2 separate regions of the Oryctolagus cuniculus genome follow, and region 2 is linked to region 1. The links are chromatin contacts, called in public Micro-C maps. All regions are on one chromosome and are shown on one strand. Each heading gives the region's core, a stretch centred on a gene start, on an enhancer-like site or on the middle of the called end of the contact. The rest is flanking DNA. Distances are from core to core; before and after follow the strand shown.

Region 1 (5,472 bases), core at 83-2,582:
AGATCAGAGGTCACTCCAAACTCCCATGCACAGGTCATAATGAACACACTGGCCTTAGACTACATCCCAGTTCCCTAAAATAAAAACTCACTGCCCCTCCACGCCAGCTTATTCACAGGTGGCTGAACCCAGAATGCCAGAGGGCATGGTTGAGGTAAATACCATAGGTTGGCCCCACCCTGCTACTTAGAGACCCACTGAGAGTAGCCTTAAATGCTGAGGCGAACTGAACAGATATGGTATCACTCCGTGGCCGAATTAACCATTTTCAAGTAGTTTACCTTTTCCCCCTTCCAGCTGGAGACCATGATCATCTGGGTCGTACCAAATAAAACCTTTCAGAAAACAGATTCCTTCTCACAGGGCAGCCCCCGGCCTGCCTCCTGACACCCTGCTCTATAGGAGGGAGGTGCCCACTAAGAACCTTTCCCCTCTGCTAATGCCTGAAAAGCCTGCAGATTAGGAACTCGGGCCGTGCCAGATCCTGCACCAGGAATTCCCAATTCCCTGGGGAAAGTTCAAAACACCTCTGAAAGCTACCATCTCGGAGGCAGGTGAGACACTCCAGCACAACCTGGGAGGCATGGACACTGCTCCCTTCAATCCTAAGAATCCCACTGCCCCTCCCCACCACCGGGGCAAAATCGTTTTCCCGCGCACACAAACTACACCTCACAGGGGCCAATCTCAGGTTCCCCTCCACCGCCGCCCCGCCCCCTACGCGTCCCCAGGCCAATCAGAGGGCACTTCCGGTTGCCATGGTGACCGTCGAGCTCGTCCAGTCGCTCACCAGATGTGCCGCGGCTCCTCCAGACGGTGGAAGCGGGTGGCGAAGGACAGCAGCGTCACCAGGGCCAGCGGGACCCACCGGCCGACCGCCTCGAAGCGCCACGAGCCCCGGGCAGGCCGTTTGGGGCTTCGCGCCGCCGCCTCAGTACCCGCGGCCCTAGCAGCCTGGGAGGCACTGCGGCCCCTCCGGGGACGCGGCTCGGGCCCGGCCAGGCCTCCGCCCATGGCCGGCGGCATCCTCCCCCTCCTCAGGACCGCCCTCCGGCCCGGAGGCACGCTCGGTCTCGTCAGCCACCCCGCCGAGGAGTCACAGAAGAGCAGCTCGGGGTGCTCTGGGAAGTGTAGTTCCCTCCGCCGGCAGCGGAACGCGGAGCCCCGGGACTTGGGCGGGGCGGACAGCGTGGTCGCCGCCCGGGCCGCTAGGAGGCGGCCAGTGGCGCAGAGCATGTCGGGGCCGGGAGGGCTCAGGGGCCCGCAACTCGCTGCGGCTCCGGGAGTCGGGGCGTGGCCAGGGGGCGGGCCGGGGCCGAGCCCGGAGCGCGGGGAGAGCCCATTCCAGTCCAGCCCTCGCCCTGTCCAGACGGGAGCCGCGGGTCCTGGGCCGTAGTCGTCGACGAGTCCCAGGCGCTAAGTGTCTTGGTCTGGAAGAGGGGTCGCCCGAAGTGTAAGATGCAAGCGGCCAAGGTCTGTGCCACGCCCCTCTGGGGAGACGTTCGCTAGGAAGAGAAAGGGAGATCCCCTGGGGGCGAGGTCAGCGTTAGCCCGCCGCGCTCTGCCCACAGCTCCGGCAACGACTCCCAGCGTACAGTGCGCCGCGCATGCGCGCTGCTGGCTGGCCCTTGTGGTCCCGGGAGTGGCGGGTTCTAGGAGGCGTCCTCGCTCTAGCGCGTGGGGCGGCGTGGATTCGCCGCGTTCTCTGTCGCCTTTTGTCTCCGCCTCCCGGTTAATGCACGGCGCTGCGAGCTCCTCTCTCCCTAGGCGTTTGCATTTTCGGAGCGCACCCAGGAAGCATGGATGCGGCGCTCCAGAGCCGCTGTCTCCGGTGGCACCGGCCTAGAAGCCGGTTACATAAGCGGCCCGGATGAGTCCTGTACGCCCTAAGATTTGCGAGCCCCTGTTGTAGCTCTGAGGAAGGTGGGGCATTGCATCCCGCTGATAATGCCTAGCCCCCACATTTGCAAGTGGAGTTTTGCTCTAATACCGTGTGTAAGAGACGATTTAAAAATAACACCTGCTAGGGTCATCAGAAAGCATATTTGAATTGGAAATAGTCCTTCCAAGAGCACTGCTAAGATGGATACTTTATGCAGGCCTAAATTTGAGCTTTACAAGTACAATAAAGAAAGGGCCAGCACCGTGGCATAGCAGGTAAAGCCACCGGTTCCAGTCCTGGCTGCTCCACTTCTGAGTCAGCTCCCTGCTAATGCACCTGGGAAAGCTGCGGAAAATGGGTCAAGTCCTTGGGCCCCTGCACGCATGTGGGAGACTCAGATGAAGCTCCTGGCTTCGACCATCAGCCTGGCCCAGCCCTGGCTACTGCAGCCAGTTGGGGGTGGGAGGTTTGTGGGGGGTGGGGGAGTGAACCAGCGGATGGAAGATCCCACCCCGCGCCCCACCTCAGCCTCTTTGTGACTGCCTTTCAAATAAAGAATTTTTTTAAAAAAGTACAAAAAGAAACATGATGTGCAGCAGTCCCCCTTTACCTGTGGTTAACTGCAGTCCAAAAATATTAAAAGGAGTATTCTAGAAATTATAAGTTTTAAAATTGTGCACCTTTCTGGGTAGTGTCATGAATGCCTGCGCCACCCTGCTGTGTCCTGCAAAAATATTTATTTGAAAAATAGAGTTACAGGGAGAGAAAGAGAGACCTTCCGTCTGCAGGTTCATTCCCCGAATGACCACAATGACCAGGGCTGGGCCAGGTGGAAGCCAGGAGCCAGGAACAACTTCTAGGTCTCCCACAGGGGTGCAGGGGCCCATCTTCTGCTGCTTTCCCAGGTACATTAGCAGGGAGCTGTATCAGAAGTGGAGCAGCCAGGACTTGAACCAGAGCCTGTATAGGATGATGGTGCTGCAGGCCGTGGCTTAACCAAGTATGCCACAGCACCGGCCCCTATAAATCTTTTTAAATAAACTAAAATAGAGATGTTCCTCGCTTTACAATGGGATTACATCCTGGTAAATCCATTGTAAGTAAACGGAAAAAATACTGTTAAGCTGGAAATTCATTTAGTTTGCCTAAGGTACCAAACATTGTCGCTTACTTAGCCTTGCCTGCCTGTTCCAGAGCCGTGGGTGTGTGCTCAGAACACTTAGATTAGCTATGGTTGGTCAGAGTCATCTACTGCTAAGGCTATCCTGGAGGAGGGTTGAAGACCTCAGCTTCACAGATGGGCACACTGTGCACGTGATGGGATGCGGGAGCACAAAACACAGCATCTGAGAAACGGCTGCCACACGGCTAACCATGGCGTACTAGAGGTTCCTCCTCCTGATCGTGTGGCTGGGAGCTGAGGCTCACGGTGGCAGCCCAGTATTGGGTGAGAGGAGGGGACAGGACAGATTTCCGCTGTGTGTATATCACTTTCACACCGCTGTACCATGCAGGCTCAGACAGAGCCCCTGGGGGCTGCCAGCTTGTGACCTCACGTCCAGGGTGAATGTCAGGTGTTTTATGTGGCCAGCTGAGCATCTGGGAGGAGTAGTGGGTGGGGGGATTGAAGGAGAGGGGCACCAAAGCATTGGAAAACAAAATGGGAATTGCTGGCCTTTGTGCCACTGTTGGAAGGGAACTATGCATCGTTTTTTTTTTTAGGGCAACCCTTTGTTTTACAAATGAGGGAGCTGAAGAGAAAGGAGTGTGTCCAAGCCTACACAGCTGGTTCCTACTCTGGATCCAGACCCCAGGTTTGGCAGCTCCCAGCCCACTCCACCACATAAGCTACTGCCCCAAAGCAGGCCACACTGGCTCCCAGGACACCAAGCCTGTCTGCACCTGGTGCATCAGAAACTGCCTTTGAGTTGGAAAGAGATGCCCTTTCCGACTCGAGTCAAAGTTCGGCTGACGCCTATCCAGCCCTGCGTTCCCATTGGCTCATAGGGTCCACCCCTTCAGGGTCCCTCCCCCAGCCCTGCAGCTCCCTGAGGGGACTGTTCCCTAGGAGGTCAGAGATCACTGGGGCAGCATGATGGAGTCTAGCAAGGTAAGGAAGGCACTCCCAGGCTAGCTGCTGTGCCGGGGGCCACTGGACCTGGGGCACTTGGTACCAGCACCATTTGGAGCTGAGGGACCTCATGTGGCCCTCAGGGCCTCTGACCCAGAGAGCTGAGTCTGGCCCAAATTGCCCAGACAGAGGCCTGAGGAAGGAGGCCTGGCGGGGTGGGAAGAAGACGTGCTGGCTGGTGCCTCCTCCCAGGGGGACCCCACCGAGCCTGGGTTCACGCGCACCCTTGTCCTCTCTCTTGCCAGCCCATCCTCTATTCCTATTTCCGAAGCTCCTGCTCATGGAGAGTTCGAATCGGTAAGAGGTGCAGCTCTGCCACGCTGAGCATCTGGGCAGCATGCAGAAGCCCCAGGGGGTTGAGGGGGCTCCTGGGGTGCCTAGCCCTGAATGGCACTGCACCAGGAAGTGTAATAGGAGGGCGGAGGTGGGAGGAAGTGGATTGTTTCCCCCAGGGACTGCCTGTTTGCCCGACACTGCTCTCCCTTAGCAACTGCGCTTGAAGCAGGCTCACAAAATCCAGAGGTCCCTGGCAACTGGCAGAGGAACAGCTGGCCTCCCGTGGTTCTGTTTGATCTGGCAAGTTAAACAGAATGGGACCAGCGTCCACGGCAGAGGCTTCGGGAAAGCAGAAAGTAGGGCGTCCTGGTTTAGTTCTGGCCCCCCCCCCCTCCCTTGGCCTACCCCAGCCCTTAGCAAGCTCATGGTCATACAGAGGAAGAGCTCGCTGAGCGCTTTCGCACACATGATTCAGTTTACACCTCTGCAGCCTAGAAAGGGAAAACTGAGGCCCAGAGGCCCATGAAGTTAACTTGCCTGGGGCAACACAGCTAGCAAGTGAACGTAATGCGGTTTGAACCCAAGCAGCCTGCCTCCAGAGCCAGGCCCTAAATACACACCCATTCCCTGAGACCCCTTCACCTCTGTCCTGCAGTCACTTGAGACTTGCTGGGATCATTGAGCAAGAGCTGACACCCCTGGCTCTGGGCCGCGGAGCCTCTGCCCTGGCTGAGCCAGAATCCAGAGCAGTAGGAGCGCCAGCCTGCTGTGTCCTCCCCGCCTGTGCCCCAGCCACGTCCACTCTCCAGGGGGAGCGGAGCACCGGCCGAGGAGGAGCCCCGTATTTTCCAGGCCCTCCTCACACTGTGACACACCTCAACTTCCTCCCCTCACTCCTTTGCCCTTACCCAAGGCCAGCCACCAGTGGCCCAGAGCAGGGTGCAGAGGTGAACAAGACACAGCCCTCTATCTCTTGAGGGGAGTGCACAATAATCCATAATGTAGATGGTTAAATGTAAATGATTTGTTGGTTTGTCTCTTTTCCCAGCCTGAGACTCTAGTCCTGTACATTGGCTTAACTTCCTAGCAAAACTAGCTACTAGATATCCAGAGGAAAGCAAAGCATAGCTAGTCCATTAGAGTGTTAATTATTTAACCCTTATCCTCACCCCTGGGGAGAGAA
Region 2 (4,925 bases), core at 1,622-4,121, 150 kb after region 1:
TACAACAGAGCTGAAGTACTCAGCACAGATGTACATGAAGGTAACAGTACAAGGCAGGCAAATGCTGTCAGAATCCATTAAGAAGACAGGTGTTTGGTGCAGTAGTTACGTCACTACTTGGCACATTCCCAGTCTATACGGGAGTGCCTGAGTCAAGTCTGGGTTCCTCCACGTCTTATCCAGCCCCTGCTAATGTGCACCCTGGGAAGCTGCAGATGATGGCTCAGGTACTTGGGTTCCTGACACCTACGTGGAAGACCCAGACTGACTCTGGGCTCCTGATTTTGGCCTGGCCCAGCTCTGGCTGATGTAGGCATTTAGTGAGTGAACTGGCAGAAGGAATATCTCTGTCTCTCTTTCAAATAAATAAATTACAATTAATCCACCACAAACGTTGCTGCAGACACAGAGAAACAGATTAATAACTGCATTCATGTATTCAGCATGTATCTACCGAGTACCATCTCTGAGGCACCGTTCTAGGTTTGAGGATACTTCCGTGAATAAAATGGACAAAGAACCTTCTCGCCCATGTGCTTCTTAAGTGCCTGAAAGAACGAAAGCAAAGCAATTCAAAGAAGAATGATCACGGCTGTATCTTCAAATTATGATTTTTTTTTAAACAACCGCTGGCCAGAGTATGAGAAATGAGGACATAGCCAAGAAAAGAAAGTATGTAAGAAATCAATCAGAAAACCACAAGTCTTTCTCACAACTACTCTAAAACTAGATTTCACCCTGCAAAAACAAGTTTTACCCTAGAATTACAAACTAAACTATCAATGCCAAGTAAGTCAGAGCCAAGAACCAAGTATTAAAACTTTCTAGCACCAAAAATCACCTCCAAAGCAATCGATTCGCTTTTCCTCTTATTTCAACAGCAGCTTTCTCAGTAAAAGCTCATCACAGTGGCCCTGTTGAGGCTTTCGATGACTCTTACACTCTGCTCTTGCTTCCTGGCATTTTCAACTCAGAGGACACGGGGTAGGCAAAGGTATGGTCCAAACCTTCTCTAGCTGGTCCCTTCCCAAGGCAGACATCACTAACTGATTTCTGCTGAACCCAGATGTGCCTTTTAAACCCTTTTCTAAGTAAAAATTAAGAAACAGCTGCTGACGACACAAGCACAGGCATTGTAGTCAAGCACCCTTGAGCTGAAATCTTGGTTTCTCCAATTCTGAGCAAACTACACTTAAGCCTTGGAGAAAATTACATCCTAACTCATGGGTTGGACTGAAAAACAGAGAGGACTCAGGAAACACTTCACAGTGCTTAGCACAAAGGAAACACTAAATGTTTGTTCCTTTTCCTGTTAGGTATCTTACCCCTTCTCTCTTGGTGTCCTTACCTGTAAAATGGCCATAACAAATGAACTACCTCATAGGGATGATATGAAGATTAACCCATTAATACATGTAAAGTGCTTAGTGACTGACACAAAATTAACGCTCAGTATTAACTTGTATTACTAATAAGCCATGCCAATACCTTGGAATAAGTTAGAGAAGTATCTTTAGCAAATCCCAAAGATTAAAAAATAAACAATATAAAAGCACTGAAAGCGTGCACAAATGCTGAAGATGTGTGCAGAACACAAGTCTCTAGCACATGTGCAAGGTCGTAAAGCACAGTCCTCAGTCACTTGCTCCTCCAAATACTCCTGCAAGGCAGGCCGCACGGACTCCTGTTCCGTGTCACTGATGAGGAAAGTCAGACACCAAAGGATCAAACACCACCACCACTTGGTTAATCAATCAGTCCCACAGCAAACTAGGTAACCCAGGTTTTCTGGCTCCTAGACCAGTCCCACAGTTTCCCACGGTCCTTCCGACCACCTGCTTTTCACTCCCGGGACAACTGGGCAGATCGTCCCTCCACCACGGGCAGCATCCACAGAGAGGCCCCGAACGTTTCTAACAACTCAGCCGGCATCAGGAGTCCTGCAACCTCAACCGTCCCACGGCAGTGCCGAGCTGACCCTATCGTGTACTCCGAGCACCAGAAGAGAACCCAGATTGACCCGGCAAGCGAAGAGACACGATTCGAAAGCTCTAGAAGTTACAAAGCAACCAGGCAGTTGTTAAAGACGACTGACCAAGGTGCTTCCACATGATTTAAAATAGTTCAGAGGCCGGTCCTTGGCGTCACCTGTTTACTCAGTCCACCAGGGAGGGTGACAGATCCGAGGTGAGAACAGGAACACGACGTAGGAGAACAGAGGGATGTTAGGAAAAAAGAAAAACAAAAGAAAAAAAAAAAAAAACCACAACCAAGACGCTCCCTGCCTCCGGACACTCCAGAAACCATCTACTGAAACGTCACACTCGGTTTCAACTCGATCATCTTTCGAGCCAGCTGAGGTGCGGTTTGTGACCCGAGACCAGGGACAGGGGGGTTACGGGTCAAAACACGCTGACTCCGGGGCGAACGTCCAGGAAGCCTTCGGCCGCCACCGCCAGAGCCAAGCGGAACCTTGACAGAGTAAATGCTGGTTAAGAAACAAACGCTGGGGGCTCCCTCGCAGCCCCGCCGGCTCCCAAGGGTCGCCCCGGCTCCAAGAATCCGGCCTCAATGGGGAGGAGGTGTAGGGATGCCTCAGAGAGGGGAAGGATGCGGAGATAAGCGACCCGAGGGCCTTGGGACACCCTCACCTCTTCCACATCGAGCCCTCCCTCTCAGGACAGCGACAGCGTCCGCCGCTACCGGACGAGCCTTTCTAGTCAGGCTGTGCGGCATAGGAAGGGGCGGAAGGAGGCGGTCGTGAAGGGCGGGGTGGCGCCATGGAGGGATGGCTAAAGAAAGAGGTCGCAGGGCACGTTGGAAGTTGTAGTTCCGCTGCCTATTGTGTAAGGCGCAGTCCCGGGAGACCACGGGGCTCCTGAACTACAGCCCCCAGAAATCCGAGCGAGACACTTCTACGTCATTTCCTTTACTTTCAGCTCGACCTTCCGCGGTTATCCTGAGGGTCACTTAAGACTACAACTCCCATGAGGCTCAGTAAGGCCGAATTAGAGTCCAGGGAAACAATGGGACGTGTTCTCTCTGTTTTCACGGGCGAGGAATGGTCGTGCGAGGTTTATTTCCGGCTTCTTTGAGGGCTTAACCGAGGGAGCTTCAAGGAACTCTAGAACGGACGGAACCTACGGTCAGTCTGGCTGGAACGGAAGTAGTCGGTGAAAGTGGGGAGGAGCCGGAAGTCAAGGCGGGGAGGGGTTGGGGGTGGAGGGAAAAGCAAGCCAGAAGGTGCTGCGGCCGCTTCTAGTAGTTTCCAGGCGCTGCTGGGCGGCTGGGACCAAGAGGTCCTGAGGCTGTTGCTGCGGCTGCTCGGGAGCTGGTGGCGGCGAGATTGGAAAGCTGATGGCCAAGTGGGGTGAGGGCGACCCACGCTGGATCGTGGAGGAGCGGGCGGACGCCACCAACGTCAACAACTGGCACTGGTGAGAGCCAGAAAGGCAGGCCGCAGGAGCGATGCGTCCACGCTGGGATTTCAAGGTTGCTGGAATCTCGGCCCGGACAGAGTTGAGGCGGAGGCAGCCCCGCCCGGAGATGGAGATGAGGATGGGTACTTCCCGTGGCAGGGGTCCGTAGTCCCAGGCCTCCGCAGCTGAGGTCACTGGCTTAGTGTTTGGGGTGAGGGGGGCCCCGTCGTGGAAGGCTGCGTCCCAGGAGAGGGGCTTCAGAGAGCCCGAAAGGAAGGCCCTGGCCGCAGCATCCAGCCTGAGCCGGGCGATGCTTCCTGCACGTGGCCGGAAGAACCCGAGAACCCCAAACCCTCGCTGTTGGCGGCTTAGGGTGGGCGAAATTATATCAGTGCTAGGGTACCGCTGCCTCGGGCTAGCAAATGCAGCTTTGCCACGTGTAGTGCAGGTTGTTCCCAGAGCTCCGTGATGCTGCACAGCCTGCCGCCTCTCACCCGGAACTGTTAGGTCGCCTGTGTTGGTAACTCCAGGTTGCCGGGCAGCGTGGTTTGATAAAAGCCTGCCCCTTCATCTAAAGTCTTCCAGAAGGAATGCTAGCTTCCATTTGAATCCTGCTGAGCTTTGCTCACACCGTTGGCTGTACTTGGACTTAGTTGCAAATTTCGCTGTTATTTTATAGGTAGTAAGTAGGAAGGGGCACGGGGAGATTCTTCGCTATAGCAAGGCCTGTCTCCTTCTTCTTGACGTACTTAGAGTACCTGATGCAATTTTTGTGGTTTGCTCTGAAGCCCTGTAGAACGTGTAGGGCATTTACAGTGCTAAAGAGGTCAAGGTTCTGTTGCACTAAGATAGAGTGAACCTTTTCATTGTATCTTCCACGAACTTCCTCAAGAATCCTGGCTTGTGTGCGGTTTTCCACTTGGTCAAACGAGGGCGCCCTAGGAAAGTGTCAAGTCAGCCTTGCACCATGCTGAGACAGGAGCGCATACTTTTCCTTCAGCTCGCGCTGCTCTGCGCGGCTTTGTCTTTGGTAGCTAAAATCAGTCCTGGGGCTTCCTGAAAGAAAGCCGCGTGTTTGTGGGCCTTGTGGAGTGGAACTGAGGAGGGCTTGGTCAGGCCTCCTTTCCTTTGCGCTCTCTTGAATGCTGGTCCGTAGCTGTGTTTCTCTTTTGCAGGACAGAGAGGGATGCTTCAAATTGGTCCACAGATAAGCTGAAAACATTGTTCCTGGCAGTGCGGGTGCAGAATGAGGAGGGCAAGTGTGAGGTGACAGAAGTGAGCAAGCTTGATGGAGAGGCGTCCATTAACAATCGCAAAGGCAAACTCATCTTCTTTTATGAGTGGAGCATCAAACTCAACTGGACAGGTAAGCCTAGGCTGGGCTGTCAGGGAAGAGGTTAACTGTTTCGGTTGGCAGGAGCTGAACAGAACAGTTAGGGAGGAGTTACAGTGCTACTTTGAGGTCTGCATGAGGCAGTCTCAGTAGCTGGAATTTCTTCCAACACC

The links. Hi-C and Micro-C count contacts between places; a contact is called where the count stands out from the background.
Region 2: a contact with region 1 is called in a Micro-C map of ear pinna, with 5 times the contacts expected there. The contact joins the promoter of VIPAS39 here to the promoter of GSTZ1 in region 1. A contact is called at or near these places in 2 of 6 Hi-C or Micro-C datasets (ear pinna and an unstated tissue).

What each region holds. Positions count from the first base shown.
Region 1 is chr20:23,059,108-23,064,579 of mOryCun1.1, forward strand. GSTZ1 (glutathione S-transferase zeta 1) reads left to right here and starts at 1,333. Exons shown (of 8, transcript XM_017349456.3): 1 at 1,333-1,473. POMT2 (protein O-mannosyltransferase 2) reads right to left here and starts at 1,236. Exons shown (of 21, transcript XM_002719630.5): 1 at 791-1,236. The coding sequence starts at 1,236.
Region 2 is chr20:23,209,794-23,214,718 of mOryCun1.1, forward strand. It overlaps VIPAS39 (VPS33B interacting protein, apical-basolateral polarity regulator, spe-39 homolog), which reads right to left and starts at 2,872. Exons shown (of 19, transcript XM_008271985.4): 1 at 2,652-2,872. AHSA1 (activator of HSP90 ATPase activity 1) reads left to right here and starts at 2,925. Exons shown (of 9, transcript XM_002719625.5): 1 at 2,925-3,437; 2 at 4,595-4,785. The coding sequence starts at 3,358.